Regions from separate parts of the Capsicum annuum genome. Here region 1 is linked to region 2. A link is a contact called in public Hi-C data. All regions are on one chromosome and are shown on one strand. Each heading gives the region's core, a stretch centred on a gene start, on an enhancer-like site or on the middle of the called end of the contact. The rest is flanking DNA. Distances are from core to core; before and after follow the strand shown.

Region 1 (6,332 bases), core at 2,631-5,130, 64 kb after region 2:
ATCTAAAACCTCCCAGAATTCTTTCTTCTCATCTTCGTCCAAACCTACTTGCGGAGCATAGGCACTAATAACGTTCACTGTATACCCTCCCATGACCAACTTAATAGACATCAGTCTACCGCTAACTCTCTTTACCTCTACCACCTGCTCGCTAAGATCTTCATCTACTAAGATACCTACCTCATTTCTATGTCTCACGCTACCCGAGTACCACAACTTATACCCGAGTACCAAAATAATAAAAGTAATTAGAAAGTAAATTATAATTAGTATTTTTTACGTAGAAAAAATTAAAATTATATATCGTTGGTTCGGTTTGGGTTCAATTTGATTTTATTTTTGCTAATACCAAATCATATCAAGAATGATCAATTTTTTTTTGTCAACACCAAACCAATCAAATCAAACCATAAGTCGATTTTTTTCCTCAGTTTAGTTTGATTCATTTGTTCGATTTGACTCAGTTCGGTTTGTACACCTCTAGTTACATTAATGTAATAATTTTAGTATCTATACAATTAACAAAGCAATATTTGTTCCATATAATATGAACATAACGTTACTGCTTTCTTTACCATTAAAGTTTCGTCCGTGCATCGCACGGACATGGACCATCTAGTATATATATATAATAACAATAAATTAATAAATCTTGATTGTAACAATTTTTATGGGGTTGATGGTTGGTTCAAAGTTGAAACAAAAGCAAGTGTAATTATTTATTACTCCTTTCCTTGTTTATTTTTATTTTCTCCATTTAAATTATATTTATACTCTTATATACTTGCCTTTTAATCTTTTAAAAAATAATTTAAATAAAATTTTTTATTATATTTTTATTTAATAAATATAATTATTATTAATTTAAAAATAGGTATAAAACTTAATTAGAGATTAATTGATAAAATTATTTTTAATTTATAAGAATAAAAAATTTATTAAGGAATGTGTGGTATCAAAGAAAACAAATAAAAAGGCTTGAAAGGAGTAATTAATAATTAAATATGGGTTCAAAACCACAGGGACGTAAAAGGTGCAACTTGGTCCGGCTCGGTGGCAGACCCGAGGGGCGGAGCACTCCGCCTTATGGGGGAACCCATCTTTACCTAATTCCAAGTATTTTTATTGGATCAACCTCCATTTCTCCTCCTAATTTGGTGCTTCACATCATAATAAAACAAAATAATAAAATTTTTATTTCTTCCGTTTTATTTGAGTTGATTTTTCTATTAAAAATATTCTTAATTTAGTTTTCTAAATTATGAAATCAAAAAAAAAAAATTATTACGGTTCTAATACTATTGCCATTATTAAATGAATACGTTTAGTGTATATATTCAAATTTATATCTTCAAAGCATTATTAATAGAGTTACTTTTGTAAAATAAATCTCTAATAAATATTTCATTAAGGGGAATGTCAAATCAACAAGGCAAGGTAAAGGTTAACTAAAATGAAACGAAGGAAGTATATAATCAATATTTAAGAGTTTCATTTTAAAAAGTGAGAAATAACAGAAAAAGTATAAATAGGCAGTTTAGTGTATGAAGCATCCTGCGTTCACGAAGAATATGTGAAAGGGTCGTACCCAAAAATATTTAATGTAGATAATCTACCTAATACAAGCATTAACGGATATTTTAATGACTCGAACTCATACCATATAGGTCACCAAAAAAATATAAAAATGTGAGTGAATTTATTATTTTTGAAGAATGACTCAATTGAAGATCCTTGATGTCTTGAAGATAAATTCTTAGTAGTCGTTTGGTTATGAGTATTTTTTTATTTTTTTTTGAAAAAATATTTCACTTTAGTGAAAAAAGTAAAAATAATAGTGTTTGACCATGAAAATTTCAAATACAATTTGAAATTGTATTTGGAAAAGTGAAAACAAGAAAAACTTGTTTTCACTTTTTTCATTCCTCCATCCCTCACAAAATTTGAAAAATAACTTCAATTTATATTCATGGTCAAACACAACTCCAACTCCAACTTCAATATCAACTCCAAAAAATTCTATTTTCATGATCAAGCGGGGCCTTAATTATATCATGTGGTGCTTTAGTTAGCAAGATAAATATCGTGAACTGATGTATAGTAAGATATTCTAATAATAAAATAAGTTGCACTTGTGTCTAAAGTGAGTGATAATAATTATATTTGTTAATCAGTTTAAAGAAGCTATGATCATAAGTCTGTGAGTAGCATACATGATCTATATCATCGACTTATAACTATGATACATCTCACAAGAAAAGCTATATTTTGTCAATACACAATTCCTTTTGATAGAAATTAACCTAAATGTAAACTACAACGACAATAAAGTATCTAGTGAAATTTCATAAGTGGATATGGAGAGGATTGAATGTATGTATACTTGTCTTGCTATTATCTCATGAAGATAGAGAGATTATTTTCTAGAGAATCATCGGCTCAAGTGCAATAAATCAAAGTATTTATAAAAGGAAAGAACAACGGCGATGGAAACATAATAATTAATTAATAAAGAAAGCCAATACATATCATTCAGAAAAGAAATAGTAACAACATAAAACAAAAGGCTAAAAATTGTCTACATTATGAAATGATGGCGGAGCCAGGATTTTCGCTAAGAGGGTTTATAAGTGAATATAAAAACTAATCGAAGAGGGTTCAACATTTAATATATATACATAAAAAATAATTTTAACCATATATATATAACATAATTTTTCGTCGAAGGAGGTTCGGATGAATCCCCGACAATAGTGTAGATCCGCCACTGATGGAATAAGTATTTATAAATGATTCTTGACGAGTAGAATGAGTCTAAAACCGATGAATTAATCGAGACCGCAAATCTCTGAGATTATGATTATCATAAGAAGGGTTAAAAATTGCAAAGTGCATAATTTATGGAAGTATTTGAACATTTTCTAGTACAAGTTAAGTTGAATTAACTGCAGTTAACTAGAATAAAAAATCTCTTTGCTGGATCAATACGCGAAGAATTTATAAATAATATTTACATTCCATGGGGATTAGTTCATCCCATTCCTTACAAGGGAATTTGGGATCTTGAACAATATTTAGCTAGACACTAACATGTGAAAAATACTTGTTACTTTGAATTCAAGCATAACGTTTAGCTAAGGTCAAATACTTAATATTTTTAAATTTATTGATTGTTCGAGTTTCACTCAGCTTGCTTAATAACTTCTAAAAATTACACAAATACAAACTTATGTTTCCAATATTGCAAAAAATTTCAACTCCCTAAATATATTACAAAAATCTCAATATATACACAGAATATTATGTATATATTGGCTATATTATGTATATTAATAGGGAGAAAGAGTAAAGTAATTAAAAAAATGAAAGAGAATATAATTACTTCCAAAAGGATTGATATATATGTTATTTATACTAATAACTTTAAGGTATATTTACTAAGGTAAAATAACAAAGGTATACTATCAACGAAAATAATAACTAAAAGGTATATTATACTAACTTAACTCTTGATATTTTTGTAAGAACTGAACACTATTAAAAATTATTATTTCTTTAATGTTATGAATATAATTAAAATAATTATTAATTTTGACCTTGAATATTTAAATATTTCTTTTAAAAATACTTTTTTATAATTATAACGAAACTTTAAAATAAGACGGAGCGAATACAATTAAGTAGATATATACTTTAATTTTAACTTTTAGTTACTGATTAAAATTGAATAGGTAAATCTATTAGGAACAGCATGGCACCGCCTTTCATAGCGAATAAATCCATATTTACGTGTTTACTAAATTGGTATTAGTTGAGTATCTCATGCAACGTGGAGATTTGGTTACTCCGCCAATGCAACTTGCCTTCTGTCCAAAATTTCCAATTCTCCTCACGGATGGCTATATGACAAAAATAACATCACCATCATGACTTTGGCTCCATTGGTAACATGCAAAACTTTCAAAGTTTATTGTGATAAGAGATAATTAATTTTAAGAAATTTTTTTTATAATATTTAATTAAGATTAAATTATGAAATAATTTATATTAAAATTAATTATTTTGAGTTTATAGTATTATTATTATTTTTTTATTTTAGAATAAAAAACTTAACTAATAATTTCAGAATAAGTTATTTTCTATAAATTTATTCCCACCCAATCAGGGGTGGAGCCATTTTTGATTTAGAGGTTCATCCGAACTTCCTTCGATAAAAAATTATACTATTTAGATATGATTAAAATAATTTTTTTATGTACATATAGTAAAAGTTGAATTTCCTTCGACTTATTCGTATATTCACTTTTTAATTATTAAACCCCCTTAATAATATTTCTGCTTTCACTGCATCCAACCGCGCCCTAATAGTAAATTAGTAGAGCATAATTAAATGAGAAAATAAAAGCAATGTAGAATTTTTAATGAAATATATCCTGTTTTTTGATAATATACACATCAAGTTGTTGTGGCAGGTTTTAGATACATTGCCTGAAAGAATCCACTTGACCACTTGTACGGCATGTACTCAATATATTCCTCGGGACCTTATTCAGTTGAACAATTTTCATAAATTTTACTTAATTGTTTAATATTTAATTATATTAATATATTTTTATTTTTTTTAAAACTACATAAAATTTAAATTTTAGGCTATTGGATATTACTTATTAGGGTCATGACTGACCGAATATATCACTTTTCAATACATGATAAATCAATTAAATTTTTATGTATCAATGACAGAAATTTAATTTCAACACAAAAAAGAATTTTAATATATATTTTTTACTATATTTTCAATCAGAAACATCACTCTTATATATTTGTACACAAAAATAATACGATATATGATATTTATATATTTCCTTCGATCCATTTTATGTGTCGTCATTTAACCGGGCATGGAGTTTAAAAAAAAGGAAAGACTTGGTAAAGTTTACCAAATTATTCTTTATCAAAAAATGTGTCAATATCTTTTTCTTTTTTAATTAAATGAGACCAATAAGGATAAAAAAGTAATTGTGTCTTTAAAAAGTTGTCTAATAAGGAAAGACGATACTTATTTTGAGACTTACTAAAAAGAAAATGATGACACATAATTTAAGACGGAAGAAGTATTTTTTTAGCCGATCTTATGATGTATCTTCATGTCCTTCACCACTCTATTTTTCACATCCTCAATCTGCAGGTTGCATCTGCCATTAACATCATAAAAATACTTCCTCCATCGAGATTTTTCATTAATTAAATCACGCACAGCAACCAACGAAACCCACCAGCACTTCCAACTATTGTTTCTAAATCGAGAGTGTCATCAGTCGAGGTCGTTGATTAATTCTCCGCTCACCGTAGCTCCTGATCAAGCGGAGGAGGTTTGAGATTAATTCTTCGGTCCTCGATGAGGAGGAGTGTAAGGTCGACATCAAGAAATGCACGGTTGTAGCTTGTATAGATCTGATTGATTTTCATTTTCTGTTACTAACTGTTACATATCAGATATATACTATTCAATGGCCTTATTTATATTTTTTTAGACTTCACCTTGTCGTGATATTATAAGCCCGTTTGGATAGATTGAAAAAAAAGTTACTTTTAAAAAATTATATTTTTGAAAATGCTGGATTTATTTTAAAAATAAGCAATTATATGTTTGGATAAAAGTGTTGAAACTGAAAAAAAAATACTATTGATATATTTGGTAAATAATTATTTTTAAACATTTTTTTTGTTGAAATGTCTGAAATATTCTTATAGTTGTTAATAATATATACAATTGATTATTATTAATTTTTATTGCTAAAATGATCCAAATTAATATATATATATATATATATATATAATATTTTCATGAATGACTATTAATTTATGCGCTAAAAAATTATTTTTTTTGAAAAGTTTAAGTGTTGAATGTTTTAACGTGTTTGAGGATAGTATTGATATATATCTCGAGTTTATCATTAAACAAAATATATATGTTATTAATCATTATAATTATATTAATAGATAAAAAGTTTCATATTCCGAACTTATCATTAAGCAAAATATGTTGTGTAGTGAAAGAAAATTAGGGCTACAAAAGGGTATATTCAGAATAAGGGACAATTACAATGGACATAAATGTCATTTACTTGACCTATTTTAATGGCTTATAAATCTTAAAAAAAAAAAAAGCAAGGAAATGATTACTTTTTACTTTTGACTTTTAAAAAATTAAAATTAATTTCTTTTGAGTAATTTTAAAAATTATCAAACACTTTCAAAAGCAAAAAATAACTTAAAAGTCATTTTTGATCAAAAATAAGCTTACCAAACACCTTCTTCGAAAATAGTCA
Region 2 (5,626 bases), core at 2,615-5,114:
GTTGCGGGAATGATACGCTTTGGTTACCGGCGAAGGCTTCCAAAGACGACCAGCTTTCCATACTAATTGTTACCTTAGGCTGCTATTTTTTCAATATTATTGAATAACTAAGAGAAATATAAGTTACAAATGGAACTGAGAAAAAAAGTGAAAAAGCGAAAAGCAAAAAAACAAAAAGTAAATAAAAAAGAAAAGAAAAAAAGACTAGAGATATAAAGGGTGTTTGGATGATCTTTTAAAAGTAAAAATTACTTAAAAATAAGTCAATTCAAACACCTTCACAAGAGAGAGAAAGTAAAAAAGTAAGGAAGGACAAGGAACTTATTATTTTACTATTCTACTTAATTTTTATAAAGTGCTGCTATTTAGCTTAATTATGCACTTAAATTTGTATGTCTCATTTTTCATTAAAAATATAATTTAATAATTATTATAAAATATAATTACTACTTGTAAACAATTTAAAAGATACGTATAAGATAACTTTCACAAGAAAATTTCATAATTCAACAAGTTAAGTTTCTAAACTACTAAAAATTCCTTCACTTTTAAAATTTTACAAATATCCCAACATTTACTACTTTTACCTTTATTTAGAAAATAGATGAGATACATATTACAACTCCTGACGACTGTGGTCTCCTTTACCAAATTTAACATCGATTCCTCCTATTTTCACGTCTGAATTTCTGCAGTGATTTTCCTTAGTTTTCTTCCATGAATTCAAAAACTATTTCACTTTCTTCTTTATCAAATTTAACACTGGTTCCTCCTATTCCCTTTCTTCTTATCATATCTTTCAATTTCTACCAAAAAATTAATTTTTCGATTTCGTTTTCTACAAAGTTTTATTTCAGTTTTATTGTTGAATTAATTATTTGATTATTATTTTTTTCAATCTATATTGTTTGATTTTACTTAATGAATAGAAATTTGGTACCATCTTCTAGTCTTATAATCTCTCAATTAGACAATATTAAACAATATGAAGAAGTTGTAAATTTGTTCCTGGTATTTTTTTTAGCAAGATTCTGATGATTTTAATGAAAATAGATACAAGCATAGAACGATCCATCTATGATGAAGAAAATGCATGAAAAGCATGAAAAAACGCTAAGAAAAAAGAAATAACGTGAAAAGCACGTTCAAATCTGGACAATATTATGCCGAGATACATATGTCCTCATACATGATACTTTTGCATGATCTTGTATCTTTGGTGCTATGTTTATGCATTTACCAAATTTCCTTTTCTTGTAAAACAAAACATACATTTTATGTAATTTGTATCTAGGGTTCTGTGTTATTGTGGGTGTATGTATCTATTGTTATTTGTATCTAGGGTTCTGTGTTAATGTGGGTGGAAACAAAATTGATAACGAAAGATAATTTATTTAAAAATTTGGAATCAGAAACAAACGACATGCTTTTGTGGGATTTAATTGATCCTTTACCATTATTAGTTAGGTTAATTGCTACGTTAATGAAAATTTGACTGTTAGAGGTCTTAAATTAAGAAAATTAGTTTACTAATTAAATGTATATGTATGTAACATTAATTATATGTCTTCAATGTCTAAAAAGTGAATTTTTTTAAAATTTTAGGTAAATAATGTTAAACATATCGGAATATAAGTAAAATTTACTATAAATTACCCACAAGATTACTTTTGTTCCAGACTTATCTAGTCTGTTGTTGTTTGAGCCCAAATAAAAGTTGGAAATCTTGGCCCAGCATTACAGAATGATACAATCATACAAAATTCACTGATCATTATTTGCACTATAATTAAAAGGAATTGTTATAAATTTCAAAGTTAAAATTTATCGTGAATTTTCACTTATGAGACTTCAAACTTAAAAATAATAATTATCTCTTAATTACACGAGCATGAAAAATAATTATTTATGAATTTTACAACAAAATGTCATTTTCATCCGGCTTCTCATAAGAAGTTATTTTTTCCCAATATATTATTATATTTCAAGTTAGTGGACAGCGGTGTAAATGTTACAATTTGGACGATTATTCTATAAAATTTATATCATATTAATTTTTAATTATTTTATTTTATATGATCAAAATTAGACTTTTCAACATTGTTCCATCATCTCAGGTTTTTTGGTTATCGGTACGATTTGATTAATTTTGATAATTTTTGAAAAAAAGTATAAAAAGAGAACACGCTATCATATATATTTGTGTATGACTTTGACAAAAACTTCATTTTTATTGTTCAAAAGGTGATGAATCAAGAATATAGATTAATTTCATTATTTTACAGTAGTGTAAACGATATTAAGTTAAGAAAAAAAATATGATTTAGATCACAAAAGTGGAAAGAAATTAATCTACATAAAACTCAAGAACTGAGTCTACTTAAATTAATTATTCAATAAGAGAATTTAAAATTATAAGAGAGGAAAAAATATTTAATAACTTGTAGCATGCTATCTAAAATTGTGAAAGTACCTTGTAGCTTACTAGTTACCACGCAAGAGTCGAGATGTGCTAGAACTAATTTAATTTGGATCGAAGTAGGATAATAAGCTTTAGCATTCGAACTTTGAGTTATAATTTTATTGCTGTTTGTAGTTGCTTCCAGCACTCAAATCTAAAGTAAAACGTTTAATATTTATTATTTTAAAACTTAATATACATAAAATGTATTTTACACACGTATTATTAGATATGATTCGATTGATTTTTATAAAATCAGAAACTTATCAAATTATTAGATACGATTATAAATTTATATAAAAATCGTCGATTTTAATAAAAAGAACTTAAATATCGGTTTGGTATAGTATAATTCGATTGGTTATATCCGGTTTCTTAAAAACCATTGAGACTCGGGTTATACAAATATTATGGACATGAGCAGTATAAACTTTCTTTTTTCTATTATTCTCTAGGAATTGCGATTATTGGAGTAGTATTTTTAAAATATTGACCTTTTTCTATATTTTTTTAAAAAGCAATAATGTACAACTGAATAACTCATGCTCATTTCATAGATGTTTCCTATAATAATAATATATGAAATCACACAAAATATTTTAAATATGCAACATCTTTAATTTGACAAAGAAAAAAAAGCGACCACCTAAGAATATTTCCTTTACGATTTAACAAAATCTGTTATAAAATAAAACCATATAAAATCTTATGTTGTCCATAAATCTTAGTACTAATTGATAGAAATCTATAAAATTCTTATGCCTTAACTAAAAATGGGACCACTTTAGTAGTCACGCAGATTTTTTATTCTTCAGTGTGAATTATATATGTCCCTGTATTTATTTTGTATCTTGTTATTTTTTTATTCTTATAATAATGGTTGGAAGCTAAGCAAAGTTTCAAAGCTGACTGACTACGCTTGAGTAGAGTCCAGACCAACTCGACTTAAAATAAGTCTCTCACTCACAAGTTACCCCTATCTGCATGGAACTAGCTAATAGTGAAGGAGTTCGTTTAAATTTCCTTGAAAAATCATATTTTTTATATAAATTTAAAATTATTTTTTATGTATATATAACAGATATTGAATTTCTTTCGATTATTTTATTTGTTCACATTTTTTTAATTTCAAACTTCTTTAGTTAAGATGTTGACTTCGCCATTGATCTGAGCAAGTCTTTCTATTGCTGTTAGAGAACTTCCTTCTTGTATCAATAAATCATTATTCATTACTGCAGCATCAACATTATTTGATTCCAAGTTCAAAGTAACGCTCAGGAAACATTTTTCTTATAAGCCGAGCGTAATTGAAATTTGAAAACATCCTCCGTAAAGATATGTATTAACCTTTTTAAACGTCTTAGATTACATCTGGTATATTATTATTGTTGTAAAAAGTGGGACCACATATAATATGATGGATCCAAATTCTGTCTGTATGCTGAGGCTGACAGAGGATCCTATCCTATGTTAATTAATACTCATACACCAAATGCTAACAAAGTTAATAATTAGGGGGATTAATAAATAAGTATTTTCTTCATCTCAAATTATTCGTCCTAAATTGAAATAACATATTGATTAAAAAAAATAATTAATAATATATCTAGTTTATTATAGTACCTTTATTAAATAATATTTATATTTTAATTTGAAGAAAAAGTAACTAATGTAAAGGGTAAAACATAAAAAAAGAAATTGCCTCTTCTTGATTAATAAAAAAAGATAAAGGAAATGAGAAATTAAATTAAAAAATTTGAGATAGATAATTTGGGACGGAGAAAGTAAGTAAGCATAGTATAAGAGGCTTAAACTAATAATTTGAGTTGTTCCAAAAAGACAGAAAGTGCACGTGCGTGTTTTGTCCCAAGAAGCATCGAGATATTTGAGTCAAAGATGCAGTGCACGTGCCTTCTCTGGTCAAAGGTCAAATTACATTGCACGAGTCTAACTATGGGCATAAAGATATTTATCAAACTCCTTAAACCATAATTATATGCGCACAAACAAGTGTGTTGAATTGTTGGATTTTAACACAGAAATTAAGAAAAAAATATTAAAGACATAAATTTAATATAATTTTTTATTTTTATTTTAAAAAAAGAAAAAGTTGACTTTGTAATATATTGTTAAAAGTTAATTAATTGTTAAATTATAAGGGTAAATTTGAATTTTTTTTTAATGATTTACTTATTTTAAAATATCAATAAATACTTAATAGAGGGAGTAATAAAATGGAATCCAATCGTGATTCAAATGAGCAGATGGATTTTGTTGGTTTGAACAGGTCCAACATCAGCAATAATTTATAGTCTTCAAAAATAATAATTATCAAGTCGTCTAAAATGAAAAATGATTAGAAAATGATGTATTTTAAGCTGAGAGAAGACATGATCTTAGATAATAGAGTATAGATTTATTGCTCTTACTTGGGCCTCCTTTATTGTCGATGATTTTAGTATTAGTCTCCCAGTTTCTGTTATTTGGATATCATGTTTATTTTTTGTGTTATGAGTACCACATTATCTGTTGTCTTATTGTGCATGTCTATGTAAAATTACATACTATTCTTCATTTTACTTCATTTTATTGTTGATAGTGTTTTTATTTCTATATTTTCTTTTTCAAATTACTTAAATATGCTTTATTTAAAATCAAATATTTATTATAAATAACTTCTCTATTTCGTAAAAATAGAGATAAAGGACTGCTAATAACCCTCTTAACTTCCCCCATCCTAAGATGACACATAACACATGGTATGGTGCTGTTGTGACTAATTTAAGAGATAAAGAGTATATTTAATTTAATAAAAGAAAAAGAATTACTGAAAAGGAAAGCAAGGCTAGATAAGAATTGATGATTGGGAAAGGATAATTACTAAGTAATGCATAAAGGCAAGGTAAGGAATTGCATGTTACTTCCTGCTCAGCTTTGCTAAATTTTTTCCACATGGAAGAAAAGTTAATTAAGCCTTAATAATTCTGTTCACAGCTGTTTTTTTTTATTTGTCCATTTTGCCTTTATTTATTTTTGTTTGCAGAAGATAAACTTCAAGTTGGATTAATTATATATATGCTTATATTTAACATGTTTAATTAACTGCAATTGGGCACTTCCAACTTGTTGAATGAAGGTATATGAGACGGCGTGTGCCCAAGTTCA

What was found. Hi-C and Micro-C count contacts between places; a contact is called where the count stands out from the background.
Region 1: a Hi-C map of placenta shows a contact between it and region 2, with 2.6 times the contacts expected there. The contact joins two enhancer-like sites. A contact is called at or near these places in 2 of 5 Hi-C or Micro-C datasets (leaf and placenta).

Annotation. Positions count from the first base shown.
Region 1 is chr5:179,836,336-179,842,667 of UCD10Xv1.1, forward strand. No RefSeq gene overlaps it. Among protein-coding and RNA genes, the nearest start is that of LOC107870971, 60 kb to the right of the region's middle. Within about 2 kb of position 3,881, at least 3 of the 5 cell types and tissues checked have an H3K27ac peak or open chromatin away from gene starts, as enhancers often do.
Region 2 is chr5:179,772,662-179,778,287 of UCD10Xv1.1, forward strand. No RefSeq gene overlaps it. Among protein-coding and RNA genes, the nearest start is that of LOC107854800, 42 kb to the left of the region's middle. Within about 2 kb of position 3,865, at least 1 of the 5 cell types and tissues checked has an H3K27ac peak or open chromatin away from gene starts, as enhancers often do.